7 separate regions of the Mus musculus genome follow, and all the other regions are linked to region 1. The links are chromatin contacts, called in public Hi-C, HiChIP or PLAC-seq and promoter capture Hi-C maps. All regions are on one chromosome and are shown on one strand. Each heading gives the region's core, a stretch centred on a gene start, on an enhancer-like site or on the middle of the called end of the contact. The rest is flanking DNA. Distances are from core to core; before and after follow the strand shown.

Evidence for each region. Promoter capture Hi-C pulls out the DNA fragments that hold promoters and counts their contacts. A called contact is a pair of places that touch in the nucleus more often than the background predicts. HiChIP or PLAC-seq counts read pairs in DNA pulled down with a chosen protein or histone mark. Capture Hi-C pulls out chosen DNA fragments and counts their contacts.
Region 2: a contact with region 1 is called in a promoter capture Hi-C map of adipose tissue, with 2.4 times the contacts expected there. The contact joins the promoter of Rnf149 here to the promoter of Lipt1 in region 1. A contact is called at or near these places in 1 of 39 promoter capture datasets (maxillary cranial neural crest), 1 of 115 datasets of contacts at active chromatin or transcription factors (thymic regulatory T cells) and 2 of 9 other capture datasets (adipose tissue and liver).
Region 3: an HNF4G HiChIP or PLAC-seq map of pancreatic cancer cells shows a contact between it and region 1. The contact joins the promoter of Hs6st1 here to the promoter of Lipt1 in region 1. A contact is called at or near these places in 3 of 39 promoter capture datasets (erythroid cells, liver and pre-B cells), 2 of 484 Hi-C or Micro-C datasets (neutrophils and regulatory T cells), 1 of 115 datasets of contacts at active chromatin or transcription factors (pancreatic cancer cells) and 2 of 9 other capture datasets (adipose tissue and liver).
Region 4: a Hi-C map of regulatory T cells shows a contact between it and region 1, with 7 times the contacts expected there. The contact joins the promoter of Rpl31 here to the promoter of Lipt1 in region 1. A contact is called at or near these places in 6 of 39 promoter capture datasets (the 3T3-L1 cell line, the C10 cell line, hippocampal neurons and 2 more), 4 of 484 Hi-C or Micro-C datasets (CD4 T cells, CD8 T cells, liver and 1 more) and 1 of 9 other capture datasets (adipose tissue).
Region 5: a promoter capture Hi-C map of neutrophils shows a contact between it and region 1, with 8 times the contacts expected there. The contact joins the promoter of Kansl3 here to the promoter of Lipt1 in region 1. A contact is called at or near these places in 5 of 39 promoter capture datasets (the C10 cell line, embryonic stem cells, liver and 2 more), 1 of 484 Hi-C or Micro-C datasets (CD8 T cells), 1 of 115 datasets of contacts at active chromatin or transcription factors (astrocytes) and 2 of 9 other capture datasets (embryonic stem cells and liver).
Region 6: a contact with region 1 is called in a promoter capture Hi-C map of liver, with 7 times the contacts expected there. The contact joins the promoter of Cnot11 here to the promoter of Lipt1 in region 1. A contact is called at or near these places in 3 of 39 promoter capture datasets (the C10 cell line, liver and pre-B cells), 1 of 484 Hi-C or Micro-C datasets (CD4 T cells), 1 of 115 datasets of contacts at active chromatin or transcription factors (astrocytes) and 1 of 9 other capture datasets (adipose tissue).
Region 7: a contact with region 1 is called in a promoter capture Hi-C map of liver, with 4 times the contacts expected there. The contact joins the promoter of Arid5a here to the promoter of Lipt1 in region 1. A contact is called at or near these places in 2 of 39 promoter capture datasets (liver and pre-B cells), 2 of 484 Hi-C or Micro-C datasets (CD4 T cells and embryonic stem cells), 2 of 115 datasets of contacts at active chromatin or transcription factors (pancreatic cancer cells and regulatory T cells) and 2 of 9 other capture datasets (adipose tissue and liver).

Annotation. Positions count from the first base shown.
Region 1 is chr1:37,870,373-37,873,546 of GRCm38.p6, reverse strand. It overlaps Lipt1 (lipoyltransferase 1), which reads right to left and starts at 1,328. Exons shown (of 2, transcript NM_001037918.4): 1 at 1,222-1,328.
Region 2 is chr1:39,575,669-39,578,833 of GRCm38.p6, reverse strand. It overlaps Rnf149 (ring finger protein 149), which reads left to right and starts at 1,487. Exons shown (of 7, transcript NM_001033135.3): 1 at 1,487-2,007. The coding sequence starts at 1,560.
Region 3 is chr1:36,066,670-36,070,074 of GRCm38.p6, reverse strand. Hs6st1 (heparan sulfate 6-O-sulfotransferase 1) reads right to left here and starts at 1,675. Exons shown (of 2, transcript NM_015818.2): 1 at 891-1,675. The coding sequence starts at 1,417.
Region 4 is chr1:39,365,619-39,369,107 of GRCm38.p6, reverse strand. It overlaps Rpl31 (ribosomal protein L31), which reads right to left and starts at 1,257. Exons shown (of 4, transcript NM_001252218.1): 1 at 853-1,257. The coding sequence starts at 959.
Region 5 is chr1:36,367,163-36,370,708 of GRCm38.p6, reverse strand. Kansl3 (KAT8 regulatory NSL complex subunit 3) reads left to right here and starts at 1,528. Exons shown (of 22, transcript NM_001310513.1): 1 at 1,528-1,604; 2 at 2,675-2,940. The coding sequence starts at 2,726.
Region 6 is chr1:39,534,138-39,537,546 of GRCm38.p6, reverse strand. Cnot11 (CCR4-NOT transcription complex, subunit 11) reads right to left here and starts at 1,846. Exons shown (of 7, transcript NM_028043.3): 1 at 1,210-1,846; 2 at 1-131. The coding sequence starts at 1,708.
Region 7 is chr1:36,305,879-36,309,271 of GRCm38.p6, reverse strand. It overlaps Arid5a (AT rich interactive domain 5A (MRF1-like)), which reads right to left and starts at 1,539. Exons shown (of 7, transcript NM_001172205.1): 1 at 1,436-1,539. The coding sequence starts at 1,439.

The DNA.
Region 1 (3,174 bases), core at 79-2,578:
AGAATAAAGACTGTAAATCTGTGTGAGTCATGTTTAAATAGGACTACTAAAATAGTTACACGTGAGTCATTTTAAGGAGTTAAACTAAATGATTATTATGTATCGTATCACAAATTATTTTAGTTATCAGAACACAATCTCCCCACCCTCAGACACGATGAGTGTGTAGCCCTGGATCTCCTGAAACTACCTCTGTAGACCAGGCTGACCTTGAGCTCACAGAGATCTATTTGCCTCTGCCTCTGGGTTGAAGGCCTGACATACCTTCTGAGACAGACTGTAGCTGACAGACAAAATGAAACAATCTAACTTTTGAAAACCTGGTAGAATTCTGTTTCTACAGTGTTACTTTGCATAGCGACCCACACCCATATTTTACTTTTTTAAATGAAAAACTTTTTATACAATGCATTTTGATCACGTTCCTTCCTCTCCCCGTTTTTTTCAGATCCCACCACCTCCCTATCCACCCAACTTTATGTTCTTTCTTTAAAAAACCAAAACCTATGAAAACTAAAGTCAAAATAAGTAAAAGATCAACGAGACAAGACCAAAAAAGAAAAAAAAAAAAAAGCCCGTGGAGTTTGTTTTGTGTTGGCCACCTACTCCTCTGTAGGCGCCTGGGCTAGGATGTGGTTGATATACCCAACTACACTCTATTTTAACAGCTTTAGCTGAGCAAGGGATGGAACTCACTCAGTCTAGGTTTGAACTGTACCGCCGAGCAATCCACCCCCAGCTCTCTGCTTTCATCTTCATTACTGGTGTTATAATTATTTCCTCAGGAGGCTCTTACTTCCATGCTCTGGGAGACACTTCTGCAACTGCCAACACATGCTTCTCCCTGACAGAGTGTAAAGCAAGACCTAACTACAGGCCTACCTTCCTCACAAGGCCTTACCAAAACTATTTGCTATCCTCCTAATAACGCGATCCAAACCTGGAAGTGATTACGAACTTTTAAGCAAGCTTTACTCTTCGGGAGCAGGCACGCGACTAGCACTGAATGTCTTGTTTAGTTTACCCTACGCCGTATTAGAAATCAACTGTTCCCAATAATGAAATTACGTCCGGAGCACCAGGTGTAATCTGCAGAGCTTTCAGAACCAATAGGAGGGGCCCATGGGACGCACGCGTGCTCTCCGCAGCACCCACTCCTGCTCAGCGTGTGCCTCCACAACCCGCAAAGAATTCACTGGAACTGCTTCCGGCTTCACTCACCTGCCACTTCCGGTCGCGCCCGCAGCAGCTTTTTCTGCAAATTAAAACTCAATCAACCCACGTGGAACCCAGAACACTCAGCCCTCTAGACGCAGTTGCTGGGGAGTCCTCCCCAGCCCCGCCCAAGAGACCCGCCCTCAAGAGGCCACGCCCCCGTAAAGCTCGCCCCCTGGATAAGCCACACCCCCAGGAGGTCGTGGCTAAGCCTGAAATAGAAGCAAATATTTTTAAGGTTATTTCCTTCAGGCCAATGCATTTAGAACTAGATTCATTGAAAGGACAAAGTCCACTTACCAAAATATGTAAAGACGAGCTGGGTGATTCCTATGCTGGTTTCTTTCAGCAAGAGTTGGCTAAACTGTGTGGTCCAAAATGGTCTGTTCACACTCAGGAGGTGCTGTCTAGCTGCTGGGGCGGTTCGATTCAAGGCACTTGGAAGCGCTTCAACCGCATTCCTATGGCCCCAGGAACAACAAAGCCAGACTAGAGTTAAGGAATGAGATCACGGACCCACTTCTTGATGAGCAGAGCCCAAAGAATTTGTGGTCATTCCTCGCTCTTCCACAGAAACCAGTCTCTCCTCCTTCAGTTAGAATGGAAGCCTCTCCAGCCTTGCCTCCTGGTACTGCTAACGCAGTAAATGAGCAGAGTTAATTCAGGGTATATAAATTAGCTGCACCACAGACAGGACTCCTGTCTGTTACTGCAACTTTGATGAGATCAGTCTTCAGCTGGATGGTATTATGAGGGTGGGAAGGGATACTTTTCCATTCGTCATTGTAGGAATTTTGCTAGTTATCAAAATAGCCCCACATTGTGTTGCCCTTAGTAGGGCTCCTAAATTAGTAGTCTGCTTCTATATTGTATTCTTTGAAATCTGAGAAGGGACAGTTTTTTTCTGTTGTTGTTGTTCTGTTTTGTTTTTGTTTTTTGTTTTGTTTTGTTTTAATTTCCTTCAATGACCTTCCTTCATTCTCCACTGTCTGCTCTAAGATGTCTGTCTTTGGACCAGTTATCCTCTTTTTCTACTTCTTCAGCTTCTCCACTGGAATGTCCAATAACACTCTAACCTGCTTTATAGTCCTCTGGTGATGGCAATTCTCCTTTCCTGCATTTTATTCTGTCTCCTCCCCCGCTCCCAATCCCCAAGACAGGGTTTCTCTGTGTAGCCCTGGCTGTTCTGGAACTCATTTTGTAGACCAGGCTGGCCTTGAATGCACAGAGATCCACCTGCCTCTGCTTCTGGAGTGCTGAAATTAAAAGTGTGCTCCACCATGCCTGGCTCTGTCTGCTCTTCTTAAAACTTCTATTTGAGTGTGAGTTAGGGTCTCCCCCTGTAAGGCAGGCTTGCCTGGAACTCGCTATGTGGACCAGACTGGCCTCACAGAGAGCTTTCTGCCTCTGCCTTCCAAGTGCTGGGATTAAAGGTATTAGCATGGGCTTCTTTCATTTAATCACCATATTAAGGCTGAGATAACACACATTATACAGCAAATCAATCTGTATGTATGTATGTATGTATGTATGTATGTTACAAAATGTATTAGTCAGGGTTCTCTAGAGTCAGAGAACTTATAGTCTGTCTCTCTATAGTAAGGAAATCTATTATGATGACTTACAGTCTGTAGTCCAACTCCCCAACAACGATCAGCTGTGAATGGGAAGTCCAAGGATCTAGTAGCTGCTTAGTCCCACAAGGCTAGTAGATTCAAACAGTTGTGTTGGCAAGTAAACACAAGCAGGCAAAGAGAAGCGAATCTTCCTTCTTCAAATGTCCTTATGTAGGTCTCCAGCATGAGGTGTGGTGCAGATTAAAGGTGTGTACCACCACACCTGGATCTGGGACTTGTTTTGTCCCAGGCTGACCTTGAACTCAAGAGATCTCCTTGCCTTAGTCTCCTGGGATTCGTAACCACTATGCCTCAAGATCTCCATGCCAAGATCCAGGTCAGA
Region 2 (3,165 bases), core at 238-2,737, 1.7 Mb before region 1:
TATAAACTCTTGCACAAAGAAGGAAGACTAGTGAGTCAATCAGAAATCAAAGCCCTGAACTTCATTTCCAGCTCCTTAGTGGTTTGTTTGGTAGAAATAAAGAGACTGACGATGATTTCACGAATCACACAGTTTATTGCCACACAAAGGGGACTTTTGGCATTTGCTCACACTGAGTAAAGAGGGGGAAACAACATGAGCAAGCCTCACAGGGAACATGGTTCAGAAATGCGGCAGCACAACGGCATAGTGAGTGAGTTTTGAAATCATGAGTTCAGTTGCTCCATCAGAATCGAAGCAGGCCTCTGCTGAAAGTCCAGTGTAATTAAAGACTTGGTGTTCCTTTATAGAACTGGTTCTCAGGAGAAACTGGTTTGACCAATACAACAGAGATCTGTGAGGTGACCTGAGGCCCCTCAGATAAAAAGGATAATATAAGTCAGGCTTAGGGATGAGTTGAAGGTCTGTCACAGTATATGCCTGTGTGTGTATGTCTTCAGAATAGTGCCTAACAATGTATAGCTATGCATTAAGTCCATCACTTAAGTGTCCACTTCTTAGGTTTAAATACATTTTGATATTCAGTAGCTCATATATGAAGAGGTATTTTAAATGTCTTTTGATATTTGGTAACTCGGGTGTGATGTCTCCTCAGCGTTATGGAGAGATCTCCTGTGTTTATTCGGGTCTAGTCAGACTTCACATTCTTCAAAGGAAATACCTTTCAGGTTCGCTGGGGTTGATCTACCAGAGCATCTCAAATCTCAGCTCTACTCAAGATTTTACCGGAGCAGAGTTACCATACTTGCATTTAACTATGTTTAGTGTGTTCAGGATCTTTTAATGGTACACTGAAAGTATCCACCCACTGTGTTGTCGAAGGACTATCTATCAGCCACCATTTACCTCCAAACAAATCCTTTCCCCTTTTTCCCCCCTTTTGATTAATGTAGCACCTTCGTCTTCGTCCAAACAGAGGCACACATAAACTAAGGAGAAGGAAGAAAGGGCTCGAAGGCAACCATTGAGAAAAGAGCAACAAAGAATTTAATATATTACAGAGTTTGTAACAAAAGGCATCTGGACAACTTGACTTAGTGGTTTTTGTTGTTGTTTGCTTGTTTGTTTAAGTGGTTTAGGCAGCCAGGCTTTTGCCGCGTGCCTTGCACAGTCAACTCCACCCTCTGAGAAACTTTACACAACCGCAGTCCCACGCTGGCCGACCCGGAGCGCACAAACTTCCCCAGACTTGGGGACTCTGGCAGCAGGGTTGCACAACTCTCTGCAGCATCTGCAAGCTTCAGCTCGGCCGCCCACAGCCCTGCGGCACAGACCCTGGCGCCTGCGCACTCCTCACGCCCGCGGGCAGGGCCCCACCCCTTCCGTCGCCACGCCCCGGTCACGCCCCTCCAGGTGCGCGTGCGCCGCGGGTCCGCCCCCGCCGCGCTCGGCGGTCTCTCGCGAGCCGCCGCCGTCTCCTCAAAGCTGTGGGCCAGCCTGGAGTGAGTCGCCTCGTTCTGACTCGCGCTCTTCTTCCTCAGTAGCCCGGCCGGGCGGCCATGGCGGCGCGGCGGCGGCCCGCGGCCGGCGTGGGAGCCCGGGACGCACTCGCGGTGCTGGCGCTGGCCTTGTGTACTCCCGGGGTGGGCGGCGGGGCGCTCGAGTGGTACTCGGCCATGGTGAGCATCGAATACGTGGACCCGCAGTCGAACCTGACGGTGTGGAGCGTGTCGGAGAGCGGCCGCTTCGGAGAAAGCTCGCTCCGGGAGGAGAGGCAGGGCCTGGTGGGCGTCCCGCGCGCGCCCGCGCCCGCGGAGGGCTGCGCGCCCGACACGCGCTTCGTGGCGCCCGGCGCCCTCGGCAACGCGCCCTGGGTGGCGCTGGTGGCGCGAGGCGGCTGCACCTTCAAGGACAAGGTGCTGGCGGCGGCGCGGAGGAACGCCTCGGCCGTGGTGGTCTACAACCTGGAGAGCAACGGGAACGCCACCGAGCCCATGTCTCACGCGGGTGAGCAGGCCGGGCGCTGGGCCGCTGGCCGCGGCCGGGGCGAGCCTGGTGGTTCCCCGGGTGGTGTGGAGAGGGAAGTGCGTGCACACGCTGCAGGATCGGAGCTTCACCTCGGGAGGGTGAGAAAGCTGGGAAGGGCCCTCGGCCGGGGAGTAGCAAACACACCGGTGGCAGGTCCTACGGAGTTCAGTAACTCTACAGATTCCCGAACCCGGGTCGCTTCCTAAGGTCGGCTCACGGACTCCCAAAGTTGGTTGAGTGGAGAGTGTGTAGGAGTGGACGGCTGGCGCCGCCAGGCTCGCATTGTCTCTTCACCAACCTAAAGTGGCTACTCGATGTGGTTTCTTCCTCTCGATGAGGCGAATATGAGTGTTTTCAAAACCCTGGATCAAAAAACCTGGGTTTTCTTGCTGTAGTTTCTCTCTCGACGCATGTAGGGTGATCGCACTAGCTCCTGGTTTGGACAGTTTGAATTCAGATGAATTTTTTTTTTTAAACTGTTTTCATTGAAGGAAAGAAAGGCCTTGCTACCTCTGTCAGGAGGCCACCTCTAAACACGCTGTTCCAGGGGACAGACAAGGATGAGTTTGCAAAATGTCATCCTTGGGACAGAGTTCTCTCCGGGGACCCAGAATTTGATTGTGTTTCTCTTGTGCCTTCTAAGATCACATTAGCTTTAGGCATCACACGGTTGACTCATTCTGAATTTCCTGTGATTAGGGTTTTTAAGTTTCTGCTACTAGCTAAGACATCTTTCTTCCTGTACTGCATTTTTGTTCTCGTTCTGTTTTGGTGTGCATGCGACACAGAGCTTATAAAGACAGAAAAGTGACCTTGGGTTTAACCATTTTTTTTAACGCGGTTGGGAATGATGGCCATTTGATGACAAGGAAGTGAGCTACGAGTACAGATCAACTCTTTTTTTCTTGGTTGACTCCAGATTAGGAGAGAAATGGGTATAAATTGCAGAAGCATAGCAGGGTGAAGTAAGAGAAGGTAAGGAACACTTGAAATGGTGTGAAAGTAATCTGCTAGAATGGAGAAATGTCCAGAGAAGTCGGGTCTTTAAGAACTCAAGAGTTTGTTGGCTGTGGACCACGGTGGTGGGTGAGAATAGACCGATGTCCCTGCGGTGGTGTTGACTCAGGCAGTTAGTCC
Region 3 (3,405 bases), core at 426-2,925, 1.8 Mb after region 1:
GAAACAAAGGCAGGCTAGAAGCCCTAATTCCTGGGGTGGGGTGGGGCGGGTTAGGAAGAAGGTAATCCCAGGAGGATCACTGGGCACCAACAGAAACAGGGCTACAATCTCAACTTTACAAAGTGCTTTCAGAGGGGCTGGCCCTCACTCACATCCCCAGACAAGGAGGAGAGTGATGGGCCTTGCTGGGAGGTCCCTGGCTTTACAAGTAGCTTTGACGGTCTCAGCTATCCCTAACCTGGCCGGTGGATAGATTTCTAGGGAAGTCAGTCCTCAACTGGAGGCTTTTGTTCCACTTCTGTGGCTGGGGAGGCCAGGTAGTGCTGCCTTCTCTCCGACTTCAGTCTGGGTCACACGGGCCTTTGTTCTACCTGCACACACCGGCAGGCAGAGCCCACCCCTTTCCTGGCAGCTCCTCCCCAGGCTGGCAGGCACCGGAGGGCCTGGAGATACCACAGGTGCACAGGAAGAGGAACCGCATTTCTCTTGCTCCACTTTTAGTACTAGACGGGTACGGGCTACACATGCACACAGAGACACACCTGTTTTTCTGCCTCTAGAGCCAAGCCTGGACCTCTAGTCCCCGAGGTTTATCTCTCAGGCTAGCCCGCAGTGCATAGCAGGTAGGGTGGACAGAGAGCAGCGGGCAGTGACCCAGGAGGAAGTCTGGGCACTGCGCAGACAGGCCAGTGGCGAGGAGAGGCACGGAACAGAGGGTGAAAAGAGGGATCAGAGGTCAGGAGTGGCAGGTGTAGGGAAGGATGAGATGGGAATCCTGGGATCCCGCAGACTGGAAGGGGCCCCAAGAGAGGAGAGGGCAGATCTGGCCCGGGGCTTAGGGGTACCCCCCCCCCCCCCCGCCATCACACTTTCCCGCAGCGGGCGCTCACCTGGGCGAACGCAGACCTGCTGGGTCGCGGCGGTCTAGCACACCGGGCACACAGTTGGTGAGTTCGGTCCAGTCAGCGTGCAGCCCGCAGCTCCAGCCCGTGGAGAAGCGAGAGAAGAGCCAGGTCTCGCGGCGATTGGGCCGATAGCAGGTGCACTTCTTCTGGCCCGGGCGACAGTCGCAGGGCACCTCGAGGCGCACGTTCTGCACTAGGTGGCGGCCGAAGGTGGTGCCGCCGGTCTTCTGGATGTGCAGGAAGACGATCACGTCGTCGCCCTTCATGTCGAAGCGCAGCGAGCGCTCCAGCTCGCGCACCGGGAAGTAGTACTTTTTCTCGTAATGTGGGTCCGGCGTGGGGAAGAGATCCAGGTCGTCGGGGGGCACGCGGCCACCGGGCGCGCCCAGACTCAGCCCCGGGCCCGCGTACTGGTAAAGGATGAGCATGAAGCACGCCGAGCCCGCCACCACCAGCACGAACTTGCTGGCGCGCTCAACCATGGTCCTGCCGCCGGCGCGCCGCCGCCGCATGTGTCACCATCGCCAGCGGCCCGGGCGCCGGGCCTGGGAGGGCGGGGGGCGCAGCTGCTCCGCCACCGCCGCCGCCACCGCCGCCCGCGCTCCGGCCCGGCCCGGCTACTCGGCGCCCAGGCTGTGCGCAGCGTCGCGGGCCCCGGGCCTCGGCGGCGCCGTGGCTGCTCCCCGCCCCGATCCCGGCTCGGCTAGCGTACAGCCCGGCCCCCGCCACAGCGCCCCGCAGCCGCGCGCGCCCGCACCCGCCCGCAAAGCTCAGCGCCGAGAACGCTCTGCACCGCCCCGTGCGCCGCCGCGTCTCCGCAGTTCGTCGCGGCTCCGCCCCGGCCCGCCCCTGGCCCGCCCTCGCGGCGCCTCTTGCTGTCGCCGCCCGCTCCGATCCTCCGCTCCGCCTCTGGAGCGCCCTGGGGGAGGGGCGGGGCCGGAGGAGGCCCAGGCACAGGCCAGAGCTGGGCGACGGGTCGCGTGTCTCTCACACTGTCAACGCCGGTCGCTACGGAAAGGGCATTGGATCCAGCTCGCAGACCTGTGGGTGGCGACTGGGTTGTCCCGAGCCTACGAGTGGGTGGCTCTTTTGGGCATTGGTCCTGGGTTTGGGAGCCCGAGTTTTTTCACCTTCTCTGGTTATGGTAGTTTGTGTTACCTGCGCTCTCTGTCTCCCACGGGAATACGGAGGCTTTGACCTTCACATTGAAGGATAGGAAGTTCCAAGTTCGAGAGCGCTGGGAGTCGGGACCACCAGGTGGTTTAGGACTACCAGTAAGGGTGGGGAAGGAAGAGAGACGTTAAGGGCATGGATCCGGCTCTTACGTGGATATCACCAGTCCCCTGGAGGCACTGGGACAATGACCCAAAGCCCTCAGTTGAAGATAAACCGAAATGTGTGCAGAGACCAGAGGACAAGCTTTATTTGTCCCTCTCGCCCAGTGTGCCCTGTTTTGATCCTGGTCATACTCAAACAAACAAACAAACAAACAAAATAGTGAACCAACATTAGAAAAAAATTAAAATTCCAACCTTCGTGATTTTTTTTTTTTTTACATTGGCAGCAGTATCTGCAGCCTTGATTGGTGCTCTGCCTGTAGTGGAGGGTCGCCTGGGCCCTAGGCTGCAAGTTGGAGGCTCTAGTAGTAATCTATGCAGCCTATAACATGTGGAAGGTCCCGTCGCCCATGTTGTACTCTGTACTGGGCCCCTAGCTATACTTAGGCGGCCAGAACAACTGGAGGTGGGGAGTGAAATGACCTGTGCAGAGTTCCACAGCCTAGGGTAGCTGGGAGGGGCTTGGGTGTTTGGATTCAGGCCAGAGTGGCCTCTGGGAGGTGCTCCCACTGCCAGGCCAGGCTCAGGTGCCCACAGCAAGTACCCCTGGGTAGTGCCCTGGATCTGTCCTGCTAAGGGGTGGGTCAAAAAGTGGAGAGAAGGGGAGGGGGTGGCAATAGTGGTCCAAAGCATTGACTGCAAGTTAAAAAAAAAAAAAAAAGACTTGAAAAAAAAGAGCAGCTGGGCAGTGGTGGTGCATGCCTGTAATTCCAGCACTTGGGAGGCAGAGGCAGGCGGATTTCTTAAGTTCGAGGCCAGCCTGGTGTACAGAGAGAGTTCCAGGACAGTCAGGGCTACACAGAGAAACCCTGTCTTGAACCCCCACCCCACCCCACATACACACACAAATAAGAGCTAAGAGGAAAGCCCTCCCAAACGGTGAGATCAGGAGAGAATGCAGACACACTTATATCCAACTTGTCAGGAATGTGAAGAAACTGGGCTCAGCTGGTAAAGTGCTTGCTGTGCATGACTCAGGACCTGGGTTCGGTACCCAGAACCCAGGTATAAAATGCCAGGGATACTTGGCCTGTGTTTGCAAGCCCAGGACTGCTGGGGAAGAAGAGATAGGCAGATCCCTGGGGCTTGCAAGCCAGCCAGTCTAGCCTATAAGGCAGCAGGTTAATGTGAGACACTGTCTCAGAAACTAAGGTGTACCTCTC
Region 4 (3,489 bases), core at 8-2,507, 1.5 Mb before region 1:
AGGAGGCTAGAGATTCTCACATAGGGCCTTATCAACAAAATACAAAAGGCCTGGGGGGGGGGTACGACTCGCTTCTACAATGCTCTATTCAAGGCTGCTTTTAAAGAGTACCTTTCACCTGAGAGCGACTCTTCCTTCCACATACTGGGCAACACCCACACCACCTTTAACTTGTGGCCTACTTTCACTTTGTCACAGGCCTAAATAGTGCTTCATAGTGCTTAATATGCCCAACCATAGAGGAAGGAACGTGGCCGACCACCAGCAGTATTCATACCGGGCAAAGACCTTGGGGCAACCCACTAGGTGCAGACACACATTTCAACCCGGCAAAATCTCTCCGAAAATACTAAACCATCAAGTCCAAGAACTCAAGCTCTAGGGCTGGAACGCAAATGCAGATAGGTCGTGTACAAATAAGGACCGCAATCACTCTCTGTAACCGCCACTTTACTACAACTTGCCCCGAATTTGCACAAATCTGTATAATCGGACGACGAAAAAAAAAATCGTATTTCGCACTTGAGGTAGTAACCGGCCACTTTCCTGCAGCGTACAAGTCACTGACTTTCCTTTTACACGTCCGGATTACCAGAACTCACGTTTTAGCACCACCAACCTTCCCCAAGTCTAACCGCTCCCTCAAACTCCATCACAGCCTCCAGTCTCCATTTCCTAGCCGGTTGCCGTGCAAGCCAAACCCCGCACACCTTCCACGTACACACAACCACACCGGAATAAACCCGCTTGCCCTCTAGAGCACCCAGTCTGTAAGCAAGGCTCGCGGGTGACAGCCCAGCCCGGCCGGAGCCCGAAGGGGGTCGCGGGCCACACCGCCCGCCCGGTACTCACACTCCATGGATGCGCTTGTGAATGTTGATGGTGTATTCTCGGGTCACCACCTCGTTGATGGCAGAACGGCCCTTCTTCTTCTCGCCACCCTTCTTTGCGGGAGCCATCTAGACGCAGGCGACAGGGAGGGAGGCTCTAAGCAGGTAGTGGGAAAGCCCAAGCCCGAGCTAAGGTGCACCCGTACCCCGCAGGCCGTCCTCCCACCGCCCCGGACCGCAGAGCCTCCGCGCGGCGCGGGACAAACCCCACCGAGCCTGCCCGTCCCGCGCCGGGCGCGGATGGCGCCGGATTTCAGAGCCGCGACCCCGCAGCCATACTCACTCTGCCGGGCCCAAGTAGGAAAGGAAGGGCGCGAGGGTTTGTGGGAGGGAAAGTCGCGTAGCCGTACAACTTCCGGGTCACGGGGAGGCGAGGAGGAAGAGGTGTGGCGAGGGAAGTTAGGAGTTAGGCTGGGGCGTAAATACAGCGCGCGTCAGGGGCGGAGCGAGCGGCATGGGGCGGACCCAGGGCGGGCCCAGGGCGGGGTCGATCTTGTCAGTCTTCTTGCAATCTGCCTTGAGCAGTGGAGGTGCGGGATGGGATTTAAATCCCAACCCGAACCCGGATTCGGAACGCCCGGCCGGGAGGGAAGATACTCCAGTTTTTCGGGTGCACTCGCTCACTCACTCTACGTTTGTTTAATCTATTAGATACTGTGCTTGGCGGAAGGTCCCCGGAATGACCGAGACGACAACAAAAGAATTTATTTTCCAAGTCGAAAATGCCCACGGAAATGCCAGGCACGTCCGTAGAAAATAGATCTCCGAATCTAAACATGTCCGAATAGCCTGTCTATTGGAGTTTCAGCAATGAGCAAGTTTCAGGATCTCACAGGCAAGAAGACAGGCAGGCAGAAACTCCACGATCTTACAAGGAACCTATGTCTCTGCCTCCTTTGGCTAAGGGATGCTGGGGCCTTTGGATTCCCCAAAGGTCAGACTTGGGGTGGACAGGCAACTGCTCTCTCTCTCTTAAGAAAATAGTGTCCACAGCCACGTGTGGTGGTGCACACCTGTGATCCCAGAACTTTGTGGGTTGAGTTAGGTGATCAGGAGTTCGAGATATCCTTGACTGTAGTGGGCTAAACACGCTTGACAATATCTGATGACTTCTCAGTGGGGCTAGGAGGAAAGGAGCAGACAGGCTCGGTTCTAGTTCTTAGAGAATCCAAACCAGAAGGGGTTCTATGGGAGTGCTGATTGGTACTGGGGTTGAGCTCAGAAAATTGCAACGCAATCTCCCAAGCAGAGCCACTCAAAAATAATTTAAAAGGAAGTCTGGAGCGATGCATTCAGGAGGCAGAGCAAGAGGATGCCAAATTAAGGACGGACTACACAGAGGCCAGTCTTGGCTACACAATGAGACTAGATCCAAGAGTAAGGGGAGGAGAGAGGGAAGGGGAGAGTAGAGACTGAGGGAGGGAGAGGGAGGAAGGGCTATAAAGAGAATATGAAAATGTGAATTTGGGATCTTTAGCAAGAAGACAGAGGAGCCCACTAGTCAGAGTGTGCTGACTTGAGCAAGAAATGATAATTAGTTATGGTTAATAAATAATGGTTAATTAGAAAAGCTGAGTTTATAAAAGGCTGTGAGTTCCTGACTTCATACTAAAAGTAAAACATGAATAATTTAAGGAGTCAATAAACTAGACATATCCGTCCACACATGATTAAGCTAAAAAATCAAAAAGGAAAAAAAATTCCCCTGCCTCATTTCTAATGAGCTTTTCTACAGAAAAGCAAGGCTATTTATCTCCATAATATGAAGTCCATCTGAGCACTAATAGCATTTCTCTAGATGACTCAGATTAGATTTTTTTCAGTATATTACTGGCTGACTTTGAGATCGTCAAGCTACAACATGAACAGAAATTAAAGCCATTTTATATCGCTAAATTTTTACTAGGACATTTTGGCAAGAGTGCAAAGTCATGACTAGGAACTGCTTCACTTCGCCAGGTGTGGTGGCACACACTTTTAATTCCACAGTGGGAGGCAGAGGCAGGTGGAGCTCTGTAAGTTGCAGAACAGCCTGATCTATATAGGGAGTTCCAAGCCAGCCAGAGCTACATAGTGATACCTTGTCTAACAATGACAACAATGTTGTTTGTACAAGGGGATTTTAGTTGTTAGAGACAGAAGGTGTTACAATTTTAGTTTGTTTGTAGTATCTTAAACTGAGGTCACATTCAATCTTGACTCTTGAGCCAAGACACTGTACTTTTCCAGACAGTATGATCATGGTTTTTCTGGGACACAGATGTAGTTACAGAATGACCTTTTAATAAGCAAAGATAATGAATGAAGAGGTCAGTGATTACAATTCCCATGATGCATGCATTTAGTGGAAAATTACACAATTATAGGTTTTTGAGCGAACCCAAATTTTGAACATGTGCACAATTCAGGCAGAGTTAAATTAAATTAGGAGCACAGCATACTCCACCCTCTTTTAATGACTTCCAGATAGACAGCCTTAGGAGAATGAATACACTGTGTCCATTAACAATCTTGTTCCACTTAGGAGTCTAACCATCAATTAAAGTATGACTACAATTAAACTATAAGTTTGTTTCCAGAAAAACCCAATCTCTAACCC
Region 5 (3,546 bases), core at 279-2,778, 1.5 Mb after region 1:
ACAAAACAAAAACAACCAACCAAACAAAATCAAAACCCAAATCGAACCAAACCATCAACCAAATTCAAGGTCTTCCCTGGCTGCATAGCTAGAATGAGCCTAGCCTGAGATACATGGGACCCTGTCTCTCCATCCCCTCCATAAATGAAAAAACAACCAATAACACTGAGTTCTAAGACCGGGAGGTGGGGGTCGCTCATAGTAATTGCCATCAAGAAATCAATGGAGCTCTTGACAGGTGGCAGAAATAATTGACTGCATTCCCCTGGCAACCTGGTGAATCAGGGTTTAGGCATTTGCACATTTCAAAGTTGAGAAAAAGGCTGAGCCAAGCAGTTAAAAGTCGAACCTTAAATTCATTGTTTTTAATAGCTGAGTAGTACTCCACTGTGTAAATGTACCACATTTTCTGTATCCATTCCTCTGTTGAGGGACATCCGGGTTCTTTCCAACTTCTGGCTATTATAAATAAGGCTGCTATGAACATAGTGGAGCATGTGTTCTTATTACCAGTTGGAACATCTGGATACATGCCCAGGAGAGGTATTGCTGGATTCTCTGGTAGTACTATGTCCAATTTTCTGAGGAACCACCAGACTGATTTCCAGAGTGGTTGTACAAGCTTGCAATCCCACCAGCAATGGAGGAGTGTTCCTCTTTCTCCACATCCTTGCAAGTATCTGCTGTCACCTGAATTTTTAATCTTAGCCATTCTGATGGTGTGAGGTGGAATCTCAGGGTTGTTTTGATTTGCATTTCCCTGATGATTAAGGATGTTGAACATTTTTTCAGGTGCTTCTCAGCCATTTGGTATTCCTCAGTTGAGAATTCTTTGTTTAGCTCTGAGCCCCATTTTTAATGGGGTTATTTGGTTTTCTTTAGTCCATGTTTTTGAGTTCTTTATATATATTGGATATTAGTCCCCTATCTGATTTAGGATTGGTAAAGATCCTTTTAAATACCTAATTAAAAAAACCTGGGGGAAAAAAAAATTGAACCTTACATCTGTCCTCTGCCTCATCTTCCACCTCATCCTAGTCTGAGCTGTACCAGTTTCTTATTAAACTCCGCAGAGCCCTAGAATTGTATCCCAACATTCTGCAAAGCTTTCCCTCCCTCTCTTCATCTCCCCATCTCTCTGGTTTGCTTTGAGGTCTTGAGACAGGGTGTCATGGTGTAGCTCAGGTTGTTCTGGAACTCACCTCGATCCTCCTGTCTCAGCCTCCAGAGAGTGCTAGGATTATAAACCCCGATGGGCTGAAATAAACCCCACCCGCACACTGCAAATTGAACCCAGCTCTGTAACAGGGAAGGGGACACCGAGCGCTGGGGTGGTCTGAACTATCTTGCTCTTTGTCCTCACTTTTCCCACAGAAAACGCAGAGGGAGAACGTCTCTGCCCCGGGAGTCGCGCGCGCTTTCCGCGTTCCCCACAGGTTAGCCAGGTCCCGGGCGCGGATCCGCTCCGGGCTTTGCCGCTCGCCGCCGCGCGGTTCCGGGAGAGCGATCTGCTTCCGCGTTTTCCTCAGAGCCCAAGGCGCCGGGAGGTAAGGCGCACGCGCATTGGGGTCCGGCTCGGGCGAGCGCGCGGCCGACAACTGCGGGTGAGACGCGGTTTTGCCCCGGCGCGGGTGGTGGCCCGTGGGGTTCCAGGCGTTGGGCGGCGGGCTCGGAGAAGCCCTCGGGGCTCCGCGGGCATGAGGGGTCGGGGGCTGAAGCCGCGGGCCAGGCCGGGCCGGCCGGGCGGGGCGCGGGAGGCAGACGCGGCGCTGGGGCGGCCGAGGCGCGAGGCCGAGGAGGGCCCCGGGAGGGGAGGTGGGGCCGGGCGGCTCCTCCTCGCCGGGAACTCGGGATGACCTTGGCCGAGTCGTCCGGGCTCCGGGGCCGCCGCCCGGGTGGGCCGTTTTGAGGTTCTGCGGTTCCGTGGCGGGAACCTCTCAGAGGAGCGGGCCGTTTGCTGGGCGCCTCGCCGAGGGAGGGCGAAGGAGGAGAGGCCTTCTGAGGGCCCGGCCGGGCTGAGGGCGGGCTCTAGTTTTTCTCTTCCCAAAACTCCGGAGTACCATGAGGTTGATGCAAACCTTTGGTGGAGCGTGACCCTAGGAGAGTCCCCTTGACCTCAGCCCAAAGCAATGAAGCTTGGAGGCCCGCGGTGCCCGCCTGTTGTGCTGGGGCCACCCGAGCAGACCAGCCCTGCCCACGTCCTGTTTAGGGGACGAAAAGTAGGGACCTTTAGCTTTTGATGAATTCATGTTTGTGATCCCTCTGGTTTGCAAAAACCTTTACCACCCAGGAAGAAAATTGCCCAGCAAATTTAGGTTTTTGTTTTTGAGATGGGATCTCAATATATTGCTCTGGCTGTCCTGGAACCCACTCTGTAGACTAGGCTGCCCTTGAACTCCCGGAGATCCGTCTGCTTCCGCCTCCCCAGTGCTGGGATTAAAGGCGTGCGTCACCACGCCTTGGCAATTGCAAAGGTCATGTTTTTGTGAACTGTGGAGTCTTGTCAGTTTACAGTTATAAAATTGTGTATGGCACCGTTCTGTTTGGTGGCGGTGTGGGAGGACACATAGATGTGCATAATCAAAGATCGAATGCTGAGCATAAAGACATGTTTTGATAGTGAAAGTTGGGAGAAATGGAAGCTATTGAATTCACAAGCCCCCTTTCACTGCAGGTGACTAGCATGCAGATATTCACACCCTGACTTGGCTGCTTGACTACTGACATGGCCCACCGGGGTGGGGAGAGGGACTTCCAGACTTCAGCTCGGCGGATGGGTACCTCCCTGCTCTTCCAGCTTTCAGTGCATGAGCGGGAACTGGACCTCGTTTTCCTGGATCATAGCTATGCAAAACCGTGGAGTGCCCACCCAGATGCCAGTAGTGCCCGCCCCACCCGCATGCTCTTTGTAACCCCCCGTCGGCAGCAGGAGAATACTATGTGAGTTTGAGAATACCATGTGAGTTTGGGTTTCCTTCTTAAGGAAGTGATGCGTGGCGGGGCTTAGATGTTCTTAGGAGTGATTGGGGCTGCAGGGTGAATGGAGAGCTTGGATGAGCAGCATCAGAACGGCAGGGCAAAGTTGGACACCTACACAGACATTGCCAAACATGAGTTAGGAAAGGGAGATGCGCAAAGGAAAACAGCCTAGCTTGCTTAGTTCCCAGTAACTAGATAATTCCTTCTTCCCTTTACTGCAGCATCTAGTTTGTTTGGCAGTGGCTACAATCTATCATTGAGTCTCTGGCTTCAGTGCACAGATTGGGAGACAGTTCCCAAAACATTGCTTTCAATTCTTACCTCCTTACAAAAAGCCACCTGTGGGTTAATCTAAACCCTTCCTAAGTAAGTCTCTTTATCTTTCCAGCCACCCTATGTCAGGGGGCAAGAACATTTCAAAAATGTACTCTCTGATAAATGATTTGATTATATTTGACCTAACTAATTAATTTTGAACCTTCTGACTTCACTCGTATCAGGATTTGTTGAGACACTCTTTTTCTGATCATTACAAATTTTAAGATAGGAGATTTTGTGTTTGTTTTG
Region 6 (3,409 bases), core at 597-3,096, 1.7 Mb before region 1:
AGACTGTCCCATGTTTCCAACGTCCATCAAGGCAATCTGGCGAGGTGTCTTTTTGAACAGTTCCCTTGGGGGTGCCAGCATGAGCTGGGAGAGGAAAAACTTTTCTGGTGGAGTTATAGGAGGCAGGAACCCTGCAAATAAGAATGCATGCCGGTTTCTCGCCAATGGGTACTGGTAAAGTTTTAAAATTTAACTTTAAAAGTTAACTGGAAACTTTGCTACTTGCCACGTGGAGCTATTCTTATGATCTAAATGTAACTGAGTTCCAGCTGATTGAATATTCACACTTAGTACACATAGTAATCCATAAACAAATATATCGCTTGAGATTCTGTGATCTATGGAAATGTCAATGAAACGTAAGGTTTTAATAGCTGTTGAGAACTTTTTGTTATCAAATACTTAGATTCCTACAAATTTAAACATACTTTAAAAATTATATATATATGTATATGTGTGTGTATATCTATATCTCTATCTCTATCTCTATATCTATATATATGTACATATGTACATGTATGTCAGCCTGTGAGTGGTACAGCTGTCCCAGAGTCCTGGACGAGGCTCATGGTATAGAGGAAGTGACCCTGGGTTCCATCCACAGCACCAAATTTAGGGGCGCATCCTCAGGTGTAATCTATGCCTGATCTTAGCAATGCTGCAAAAGCAAACATTCCACAATACTGCCCAGGACACATGCATCTTTGAATGGTTAATTAGAAACGACTTCATCCTCTCCTCACGCGACATTACAGCTAACCAAGGAGTTGGCTGCAAAGACTTTAGATATTGTGGTGATGTGGACTTCAACCTCAGGTTCTTAATACCGACTTCTTTACTCGGAGGCTTAAAAAGGGGGTAAACTCAGTGCCATTGGCTGTAACTTCGCATACCTCAGGACCTTACAATCAAGAATGAACCGTATCTGGCATACTAAAATATGTCCAGCCCGTTTGTGGGCTTGTACGATGTGTTGGCTTTTTCGATTGGGAGGGATCATCTGGAGTGTAGTGAATTTGAAAAAAAAAAAAAACCAAAAAAACAAAACTTGCAACTTCTATCTCTCCCCTATTTTAGGGAAAGAAAGTATGGAAAAGGAGGGAGGGTCGATCCCCTCCAAGGAGGCTGAATGTCCCTAGCTGACGACCCCCCTCCCACCCCCACCCCAGAACAGCTGGCTGCGCCCGCACGGCTGGCTGCGGGACGTACCTGAGAGCGGGGGCCGGTCGGGCTCCTGGCCGCCGCGGGCGGGCGGCGCCGGGTTGAGCAGGTGCGCGAAGCTGGCCGCGAACGGGTTGGCGGCGAGCGGCTCGGTGCGGTACATCTCCCAGAGCAGGTAGAGCGCCGTGAGGCGCTGCGCCGCGCTAGGCAGCAGGTCCGGCTGCTGCAGCAGCATCACCAGCACCGAGCCCAGGCGGAAGTGGTCGGCCTTGCTGAAGTAGTGGTGGAAGGCGGTGGACAGGCCCTCGAAGGTGCTGCCGCCGCCCGCCTCCTCCGAGATGATGCTCAGCAGGCTCGAGAGCTCCTTCGGGGTCAGGCTCATCCTGCCCGCGGGGCCTCCAATCCCTGGCCCAGGGCCGCCTGCTCCGCCTCGGCCTCCGCTCGAGCCCGCCGGGCCGCTCCGGAACGCCGCTGCCTCCCGCGCCCCTCTGGGATCCGCTGAGGAGAGAAGCCGGCCAGACGCCGTGCTCGCCCCGCCGCCGGGCATCAACCTCGCCCGCCTACCCCGCTTCCCGGCCGAGAGGCCCAAGGCGCCGACTCGCTGCGTCCTCCCGCGGCCGTAAAGCGCACCCTTCCGCGACAGCGTCGCAAACAAAAACAGTGCCTAAGTCAGACGAGCGGAACGGAGACACAGGGCCGACAGACCGACGACGCTGGCCGAGCGGAGGTTCCGGAGACGCGAGTGGGCGGGGCGCCGTGTCCGGAAGGGGGCGGGGCGCCGTGGAGGGCGGGGCCGCGTGGTCTCTGAGCTGTCCGAGTGGTCCTTCCCTGCCTGAGTGATGTAGAGACCGCCGTTAATTGCCCTTAAAGCCCTCAGAAGCGATCCTTGGGTGACAGGGTGGCGCCAAACCTGCCCAGTCAATATTGCCTAAGTTATAATTTGGAAACTAGGTCTTAGATGCTAACTGGTCTGATAGAGCATCCTTGACGGCTCATTTCTTGTAAATACCAATGAAAACAGGATTCTCAGAAACAGTTTAAATTTCGAGCCTTGCTCGTATTCTCAGAGATGGGGTCGTACCGCACATAAACGTTTGGTTATGTGAACAAAAATCTAGGCGAGGCCGGCACCAGGGAGGCAGAGGCAGACGAACCCCTGTGAGTTCGAGGCCAGCCTGGTCTAAAAAGAAAGAAAAAAAAAAATCTGAGAAAACTGTCTCGAGAAATATTCGTTTACAAAATCGTTTGCAGTGCTTCTTTTTCCTTAGCCTGCCCTAGGGCACTTTTTCTGGACGCCTTGGCTGAACACTGGAAAACCCTGGAAATTTCTTTACATACCAGCCTCCTGGACCTGGTCCCCTGTGATCTGTTTCAAAGGCACCGCTGCCCGCTCCCCACCCCTATGCTCCGGTGGTGACTAGTATCCACTCTAGAGTTACAGAAACCGAGCGACTGTCATCAGCGTCACCTGCTAGCTACCCTGTGCTAAAACTCTTCGGCAGCTGAAAGTTTTCTATTTACCGCTGAAGTTCTCAAGGAAATCTTCAGGAACAGGTGATGGGTATGGCGCATATTTTAAAGGCCTCTTTAGTTTACTGTTAAACCTGTGGAGGGGTTCTGCCAATGAACATTGCAATCAGCAGAAAATATAGCTTGCCAAACGGGGCAAATGATTCAAATTACCTCTTCTACTACTACTACTACTACTACTACTACTACTACTACTACTACTACTAATTAGTCAACTATGTTCTCTTTGAGCCTTTTTACATTGGATGCTCTATGACAACTAATCATACTAAAACCCACTCATGCTAGTTATTGTCATAACTTATTGTTAGTTGATAACTTAAATGTTAGTACAGTATGGGTGTTTCGAGATGTTTTAAGGTATTTGAGCACAGCACGTTACCCGCCAATAGAGCTGATTTCCACTAAGATTAATACCAAGAGCGTCTTCCCTGTTTCCACTGGGCTTGTTTCTAGGGTTTCTCTGCCATTACCACAAACTGAGTTCATTTTCACTGTAGAACCCACTTCCTCTCCCTTCCTGAGGCTGAACGTCTGGAATGGGTTATATCAATTCTGCCATTCACCTTTGAAGCATCAAGGGGAGAATTCTTCCAAGTCTTGTTCTAGCTTCCAGTGATATCCAAAGACCCTGGTATCCCTTGGCTTATAGCTGCACCTTTCCTTAATTGTTATTAAGTTTCGAACTGGGACTCCCTGCTGAGATGCATATTAACAT
Region 7 (3,393 bases), core at 290-2,789, 1.6 Mb after region 1:
TTCCGGTTTTCCCACCCCACCTATGCTGAAACAAGCTGCAGAGGTTGACTCAACAGAAGGCCAAAACCCCTACACAGGGAACTTCCGGACCTCACTTTTCCTTTCTCCTCCTCTCCTCACCCTAGCACGGTGCCTGCTACACTCGTCCAAGAGGCAATCTAGATCATTACAGATCAGCTTCCCACCGAGGGCAGCGGAAGGCCACTAGGAAAGAAGAGAAAGAGCAAGGAGTTTTTGAAGCCTGGTCCTCCCTCACTGTCAGACCTTAGTCTGTCTCTATGCCTCAGTTTCTCTGTAATAGAAGACGGGGTGGGGTATATAATTCTAGGCCATTCTGCCTCTGTCACTTCAAGTTCTAGGCCAAGCAGTCATTTAGGACACTAACTGCTGTAGAGACAGACCCTCTAGCTTAACATTCCTCACCCTCCCCTGCCCAGGCATCCATCCTCTTTAGACACTGAGATCCTTAGATTTGCATCAATTCCCAGCAGTGCCCGCGGGGCGGGGCAAGGAGCACCTGTTACACTCATCTGAAATGAAAGACTCTGCAAACTAGGGGATACAGCCTGAGCAGCACAATTTGGGATTAATTTGAGGCCTTCCCGGCCTACGGTTGGCCCCACTGTGCCTGTGGGTTAGGTGTGGGATGTGACCCCGGCCAGGGAGCAACGCCTGGGTAGTGAGTGCAAAGGGCCACAGATCGGTGGTGTGGTTGTGCCCCTAGTTCGCAATAAGAGCAAAGCCAAACTTGTTCGTCGCACTCTGGCAGCCTGAGCTTCTGCCCTCGGTCCACTAAACACCCCCAGTCCAGGGCCATCACCCTGTCCCTTTGAAGAGACCCGAGGGAAAAGAGGGAAACTCAGAAGATCAGGCGGGTAAAAAGAAACCGTCTTTCCTGCTGGGGGTTGGAAAGAAAAAGAAACAAAAAGAAAAAGGAAAGAGAAGAGAGAAGGAGCAGGGGATCTGAAGCGTGTGACCGTCAAACCATCAGCATGTCCCTTGGCAGAAAAGAGGAACCGTTGATTCTTCAAAGCGCATTGAGCAATTTCTTCAAAACCCGCGCAGTCACTTTCAGGAATCGCGGCCGCAGTGGGAAGCGCTGCGCGCGGCCCGGGCGCCTCGGTTTCTGAGAAGCGAAGCGCTGGGCTGGCACGGGGCAGGGAGGGGCCCGCGGCCGAGAAGCTGCTGCTGACAGCTGTCACAACAAATGGGCCCAGAGCAGCTCGAGATTGAAACCGCAGCAGGAAGTGTGGGCGGCTCAGTGAATTTCAGTCCAGACTCGGAGAGGAGAGTTTCGAGATAAACGCCTGGGAAGCCCCTGGCCGCCCCGACTTTCCACGAGAAGAGAGCACGCAGACATTCGGGTTACCCTGAGAGCCACGATCGCTCTGGGACCCCAGCCCTCTGACCCCGGCGCCGCCCGCCAGCCGCTTACCCATGGCCCAGCGAGAGCGCGCGTCGCTATGCAGAGACCCTCTACACGCACAGCCGTCCTGTCCCAGCGCTCTCGGCGCGACTGACTACCGGCGCCGCTCGACTGCCTCCTCCCCCGCGGACCCGCCCATGGACCCGCCCCCCCCCAGCGCTCTGGGCGCCCATTGGTGAATCCTATTTTCTAGAGCGGAGCAGACTCCGCCCCCTTAGACCCGAGGACGTCTGGGAGTTGTAGTGTGCGCCCACTTTGCAGCTAGGGGCTGATGTAAGAAACTCAAGAATCAACTGCTGTCGCATGTCTGTTGGTTTCCCTAGAGGCAAAACTAGAGTCTTAGAAAAACTGCCCGCTCTTTGTAGCTTGCCAAAGACTGGGTGGGGTTAAATAAAGTGCTTCTGGCTTTTACCTGAAGTGGTCCTGGCCGGTTCCATCCTTTCCAACTTTACACAGTAAGTACTGTTAGCCTACCAGAGGCCAATCTAGAAAGTCTGTGGTCCAGGCCTAATGCCCAAAATGCCCATGTCTACATATGTCATGTAGACTGAGTGAAAGCCACAAGATGGACCGTGCAAAGAGGAAGTGAACGAGTTGAGGGTGAATGTGGACAAGATTAGTAGAGAGAACAGTCATTTGGACCCGTGTGGGTTATAGAAGATGACGCTAAAACTTGAGATTTAAAAGCAGAAAGCCTTATTAGCTTGAACTCGAACTCTGTTCCTATTATGTAGTTAGTATCCCCGGAATCAAATTCTGTTGATTAACTATAATACTCATACAGCTCGGTGCATTTCATACCATCATTATCTTCATTATATAGAGCAAAACAGGCCTGGGTGATTAATTAGCTCATATTACTGGTCGGTGGTAGGGCTAGAGAATTGGGGCACAGAGGAAGGCTTCATAGTTAGCCCCCAACATTTTAGTGTTCCCCTTCACACTGAACAAATGGACAGTCTGCATTTGATGACTTTGACCCTCTGGGCTTTATCCATAAGCTCTGGAATGGCAGATCTGCAAGCTCAGCCTGGAGCAGACACCAGTGAGCTTGGTGGATAATTGTAATAAACCAGTGCTTGCCGATCTGGTAACAGGCAATATTGTGGTTGATATTTATTAACTGCTCAGAATAACGAGCAGAACAATGATTGTAACAGTGCCTCCCACATCCAAGATTACAAACCCCAGTCCACCCCAAGAGATCCAAGACTCTAGCAGAGATGCAATCTACCAAGAGATACCACCTGGAAACTTCACAGGCTTCTAGTCACTGTGTTCATTTGGTAAGGGTCGATTGGTTGGGTTAGCTACAGTGCCAGGTTAGGTATGGAGATCTGCACGCTGCCTTCAGTGTTGCAGTATAGACCATCCACTACCTCCTGGATTGGATACATCTATCAATGAGGCACTCACTACCTTTCAAAGCCACAGCTAATCCGACCTCTGAAAAGGAGGATCCTACCGTCCAGGCAGGAGAGCTCACTCTCAGGCAGTGCTGTTTGTGCAAAGCCTCAGCAAGTCAACACCTGTCTCGGGCAACCTGCGAACAATAAGATCTAAATTTAATTGTCTCCTGAGGCAACTCTTTGCAACAGAAAGTAATTTACAACAGCCAATAAACCCTGCTGAGGAATGATACCTCCATTTGCCTTCCTAAAAGCACAAACACTTCAGTTGCTCAAGCTTTACACACTCCTGCCCCAGCCCACAGCCACCGCCCTCCATCACTCTCCATCCATAGAACACCAGCTCAGGATAGCGTGAGCATTCATCAGTGCTTCCATGGTTTGGTTGTCTCTCTGGCAGCCTCCAGAAGAAAAACAAAACACCATTAATGCATAAATACATTCTTCCTGGAAAAGGCATTGAGAATAAATCAGTCCTCTCTGACTCCGCTCCAAATCCAGTTCCCTCCCTCTCCTTATCAGATTGGATAGTCTTTTGGAATGCTCCTTACTTGTTTT